2 separate regions of the Mus musculus genome follow, and region 1 is linked to region 2. The links are chromatin contacts, called in public Micro-C maps. All regions are on one chromosome and are shown on one strand. The core of a region is the stretch at or near the end of the contact, and the rest is flanking DNA. Distances in the headings are between cores, read along the strand shown.

Region 1 (2,798 bases), core at 201-2,700, 130 kb before region 2:
TACTCTTTCAGGAGAGATGTTTCAGAAATTTATTTGTCTACTTTATAAACAGCAGTATTCTCAATGCTCCAAAGCAGAGACTACATTTTCTTTTGGACCTGAAACACTCAAAACAGTTCCCTGAGAAGGCTTATAAAAACAATACCACATTAAACATTGGTGATTTGTTTTAAAAGCTGGTATGCAATTAAGAGGATTCCACTGTTTCACCATGCTCCTGTGGCATCCAATTAAGTAATAACATGAGAGAGGAGCGTTAATTATGGAGGAAAACTTCCACCAGCCAGTGACAGGTGTGCAGGGCTCACGCTGCGACCTGAACCGTTGACTGCAGCATTAATTCCCCCTTTCCTTTCCCAGACACTTCACTCTGCATGTAATTAGTTGAAATGTAAAGCAGACCAAACGACTGCTGTATTTCAAGCTTTAGCACCTTTATCACGTTAACTTCCACCAACTGGGTTTTAAAGGATTAACACCAAAACAGATGGTTTCAGCCCCACTGTAAGTGAGCTTCAGTGATCAGAAATTATAATATCCAGACTACCTTTATACTCATTACTGAGATGTGCACCATCTTTCCCTAGATAGTGGCCATGGTAAACAGAAATTATCCCACTCTTCATTTTCATATACTTTGTAAATGGCCTTAAAAATAAAACCATCTTTAAGAGGTTCCTTTTTTTTTTCCTAATTTGCCTACTTTTCCCCAAAAGTTTAAACAAAATTTTGGTTTCTTAAAGTAATTGTGGAAATAAACCAAACACCTATTGCAAATTATAATAGCATTTGAGTAAAGAGCCAAGTAAAATATATTCTTCAAATAGAAATCAGAAAAATAATTTCCCCACAATTTGATTACCCTAAGTTCAAAATCTGACTTTTACAGGTATTGATAAAACTATGCATTTTAAATCTAAATACACAACAAGAAGAGAGTGATGCCACAAAAATGCCCATTGGTTCAAAAAGCCATCTTCAAGCATCTTCTTGGCTGCCAAAGGGGAAAAGCTCCTGAAAGATCAGATGCCCAAATTTGGTTTTGGGAAAACTCTTGAGAAATATGTACATAGTTAACACAGAATGAGTCATTACGATAAGAAAAACTCGGGATTGGGTTTCAAGTACCAGTCTGTCACATTCCATTTAAGCAGTTATTGAGTAGCCACTCTACCAGAGGACCTAGTGCTGATGATTAAAGGGAGACATGATAACAACACAGCTCTTCAAGCATTACCAATGGCAAGCATCAACACAGAAGCGTGAAGAGAAGGAAAAAACAGCAACAGCTTTACCGAGGAAGCAAAGCCAAGTTGAGAGACAACCGGAGCCATTTGAACCGAAACACAGACAGGAGTAAAAACGTAGCAACAGAAAGGTAAACAGTGAGTAGCAGGAAGACAGATGACTTGGCAGGCTTGGGCTGAGGAGTGATCTTGGCAGCACTGGGGGAAATGAAAGCTGCTGTCCAGGCAGAGATGCTAAAGACTGAGCTAAAGCAACAGCTGTGGGGATGGAGAAAGGCACCAATCTAAAAAGTGCTGAGGTGATGATAACTGCCCAGCTTAGTTATGGAGGACAGGAAGATAACAAAATTCTTGGCCTGGGTGAGAAAGCTGTGTCTCACTGAGGTAAGGAACAGGAAGAGAAGGTTTGGAGAATAAGATACCAAGTTTAGTTTTAAGATATCCTTGTGACTTTGAACCAGTCATTTCATACTTCAAATCCAGTTTCTTAGTTGACAAAATGGTTATTACATCTACGTCAAAGATTCTGGTGAGAATTAATTAAAATAATGGAAGGAAGAGGGTTATAAAAATCATTGCCTGCTAGCAATGACTCAGGAAGACTGCTAACTGTATTCATTTTTCCTCCCCCACCCCACTCTGCCAAGATTTAACTGGGCACAAACAACTTTGCCAGAAACTACGTTCCCCAGTAGTATTTACAACTAGGTATGTCACAGTTCTACATATAATGAATGAAATGCCAGAAAAACTGAATATACCTTCTGGCTTCTGGATGTTAACCACATATTCTACCAATGAGCTACACTATCAGCTGCCCACGCCCTTTCTTAGAGAACTATAAACCCCTCTTTCTTGTCCCTTCCCAGAGACTAGACGGTGAATGTGTTGATAAGCTGCTGCCTGTGAAGATGCAAATAAAGCAATGGGAAAGAGAGATGGGGGTTCCCCCGATGAGTTCAAGGAGCAGAGCCTCTGACTGCTTTGGTAATAATCGCCTTACTCCTGATGTTACATGAAAGATAAATTTCTACACTTTCTTAGCCACTAACTGTGTGGGTCTCTGTTTCAGCAGTTAATCTGAACTCTTAACTATATAACATCAATGCTTATAAGAATCTGCAAAGAGGGCTAGTAAGATGGCTCAGGGGGTAAAAGTGCTTACTGACCAAGCCTGGTGAACTGAATTAGAGTTTTCAGAACCCAGGTAAAGGTGGGAATGAAGAACTAACTCTGTAAAGTTGTCCTCTGCCCTCCAAAGCATACCATGGCATACCAACACACAGACACATTGTGCACAGACATACATATATACACACATACATACTTACAGAGAGAGAAAGAGACAATTTAAATCTGTAAGAAAAATAACCAAAACATATTTCAGAACCCTAAAAATCCACTAATTCATAGTATCATAAAAATTAAGGAGGTGCATTCATGAGTACGCAAGCACACACACAGATACACACATGCATGCACGCACACACCCACACACAATAAAATGAGCGGAATTAATACATGCTAAGCCATAGAGCAGGCCCAGAACTG
Region 2 (2,872 bases), core at 347-2,846:
ACATTTCACCCGTTAATCCTTGCTTGTATCATCATGAAGATACTTAAATATTTCATATTGAAACGAGAAAAGAGGGAAGTGAGATGAGAAAAATTCAAAGTAAACTGATCATGACATAGCATCTGGCAGAGACTGAAAAGGCATCAATATAGCCAAAAGAATTGTCAATGACGAAAATTAATAGAAAAATAAGGATTTCCAACCAGTCCCAACCCAAGGGACCAAAATCATCACTGGCAACGCCACCTCTTTTCAAGTCTCCTTCAGTTAAAATATATTAGCTCACTAACCCTAACTAATTCTTCATTTAGGTGTAAACTGAGCAAGAATTGTTTTTCTCCATGACCACCTCTTCTCTCACCTTCCGAGAGACTAGTACAACTCCGAGCCAAGCCTCAGGGGAAAACAACGCCCAGATCCCACCCTCCTTCATCCAAGGTTGAAGAGGGGGCCCATTCTCCAGAGTTGGGGGCTTCTCGGAGTGGGACCTCACTTCCAATGGGAACCGGAAAAAGAGCAAGGAATAAGGGTGGGGCCCCATAAAGCCGGCCCGGGTGGTGGAGACCACGCAGAGCAAAGGAAGAAAGGGATGGACAGGAGGCTGGGCGGGGTGAGGACTGAGGAGGACAGAGCGGCCCGAGAGGGCCCGGCTGCAGGCGGCGGAGTCCGGGCGAGGATCAGAGATCTAAGCTACAAGCCTGATAGATCCTAGCGAGGAGGAGCCAGGGACAGGGACAAGAGGAGTCGGGGGACCCGGGGAAAAGGCTGGGGTGGGGGTTTTAGGAAGAGCGAGGCCGGCGGGGAGCCTCAGCGGCCAGAAGGGCTGCACTGGGGGCGGTGCGGGGAAGCCGCGGCCGGCTGCCAGGAGCGGGGGAGTCGCGCACTCACCGCTCTGCTCTCCCAGGAACACCAGCTTGAATTTCCTCAGCGGATTCCCGAAGTCTCCGCCCGCGGACATGATGGAGCCGGAGGAGCCGCCGCCGCCGCCTCAGCCCAGAGACCTCTTCCAGACCGCTGCAGCTCCAACCCGCTAACGAAGAGGGCCGAGCTGAAGGGGCAGCCTCCGAGTCCTCTCGGCCCCTGCAGGGCCGGGCAGAGGGGCGAGGCTGAAGGGAGAGTGCCTCCACCGACCGGCAGCCGCCGCCGCCGCCTCCCCGCAGAGTCGCCTAGCACCGAGCCGGGCCCGCGGCCGCGAAGGGACGCAGGGCGGTGTCGGAGGCAGCCAGCGGTGCGCTCGGGCTTCGCTAGCCTAGCGCCGTTCCTTCCCTCAGAACGCGGCGCGGAGACTGAGGTGAGAGAGGAGGGTGGCGAGGCGAGCGCCGCAGACGCGTCTGGGTCTCGGCACGCGCAGTGCTCGGGCTCTCACAGCAGCCGCCGCCGCCACCACCGCAGCACAACCCGCTGAGTGCGCGAGCCTCTGGCGCGGATGCGGGGCGAGTCCGGGCGCGAGCCTGCCGCCCTGCCGGCCTCGGACGTGCGTGCGTGAGTGCGTGCGTGCGCGTCGCCGCCAGTGCTTTCCTGGTTTCGCCAGCAATCCCGGCTCCTCCCGTGCGGTGGAGAAAGGGGCCGATCAGGTTTCGACTGGCGTCTGGAGAAGCCGGGAGGAGGCGGGACCGAGTTCCGGGTAAGCAAGGGGGGGAGAAAAAAAAGGGGGCGCTTACGTCAGTGACAAATCGAGCCAATCAGAAAAAGCGGAGGGCAGGCAGCTGCTAACTGAGGTGGCGACGCGAGAGCGCGCGCGCGACTCTCGCGCGGAGGAAGGTGTGGGGTTCTGGCAGCCATAGGAAGTGTGGCGCGACGCAAGGCGATTGGAGGAAGGAGGAGGGAAAAGAAGGTGGGACGGAGGCGGAGCCGGAACCAAGGTGGAATGACCGCAGCAATGCGTGGGTGGGGTTGGGTCGCTCAAAGGTGTATTGTAGGTGCTAAACCCTTAACGTCGCTTCTCCTTCCTCACTTTAGCCCTTCACCCGTTTACCCTAGCCTTCTAAAACGTAATTCCTTGCTCGGCATCTTCGTGTATATAAGATTTCCCACCGTTACTCCGTGGAGTTTCATAACTACCAGAAACAAGTCCTCTCCATTTTGTGGGTGAGGAAATTGGAGTCCAACAGAAGGAAATGACTTGCAAAATCCACGTAGTCATGTCATGGAGTCAAGGTTTTATTTGAACCTCTGCTACCTCCTTACGTTAAGCCATCAAATTCCCTAGTGTCTGTTGGCGTGATCTTCTGTTGAGTGGCCGTTGTTTTAGGTGCCCATAACATCAGACGATAACCATCGTCTACATGCTAGAAATGAGTTTAGATATCATATAAGCCAAACTCCACATATTACAGATATGAAATGACTGCCCACTTAGCGGTGCAGCTTTGGAAAAGGTCACACAACATTCCAGAGGGCTGCCTCAACAAAATCACAAATCTGCAGAAGGAGTATTTAAAAGATCATCCTTTCTCCTTAAAGCAGCACTTCTGGATGTGCTTGAGTGGGGCTTCCTTAAATTTGCCATCTGAAGCATTTCCAATTGTCAACCAGATTTGAGATCCAATAAGATAAAGGTGAATGCCATAAGAAAACATGAACTAAGCATAATGTGGACAGTTACATAACATAATTAAATGTAACTTTTCATCTGAATGGGATCCCTAAAAAGAGAGTATCAGACAAAAACAAAATAATTTGAGTATAGCATGAATTTTAGTTAATAACAGTATTTTGTACTGATTGATTTATTATAACATATCAGTCCTATTAAAGTAAGCTGTTAATAGAGGAGTCTGGAGTGGTATATGGGAACTTCTATAATGGCCTTTGTAAATCTAGTAATTTTCTATCTAGTGCTTCACATCTGTAATCCCAACCCCCAGGAAGC

Evidence for each region. Hi-C and Micro-C count contacts between places; a contact is called where the count stands out from the background.
Region 1: a Micro-C map of muscle stem cells shows a contact between it and region 2, with 7 times the contacts expected there. The contact joins the enhancer-like site here to the promoter of Rab6a in region 2. A contact is called at or near these places in 2 of 484 Hi-C or Micro-C datasets (muscle stem cells and nephron progenitors), 2 of 115 datasets of contacts at active chromatin or transcription factors (bone marrow-derived macrophages and embryonic stem cells) and 1 of 9 other capture datasets (adipose tissue).

What each region holds. Positions count from the first base shown.
Region 1 is chr7:100,731,938-100,734,735 of GRCm38.p6, reverse strand. All of the region lies in intron 1 of Fam168a (family with sequence similarity 168, member A), which reads right to left. Among named protein-coding and RNA genes, the nearest start is that of Fam168a, 27 kb to the right of the region's middle. Within about 2 kb of position 1,450, at least 94 of the 459 cell types and tissues checked have an H3K27ac peak or open chromatin away from gene starts, as enhancers often do. A contact at or near this core is called in adipose tissue and muscle stem cells, where this site is marked.
Region 2 is chr7:100,606,310-100,609,181 of GRCm38.p6, reverse strand. Rab6a (RAB6A, member RAS oncogene family) reads right to left here and starts at 1,596. Exons shown (of 8, transcript NM_024287.4): 1 at 889-1,596. The coding sequence starts at 958. It also overlaps a transcript of Mrpl48 not described here.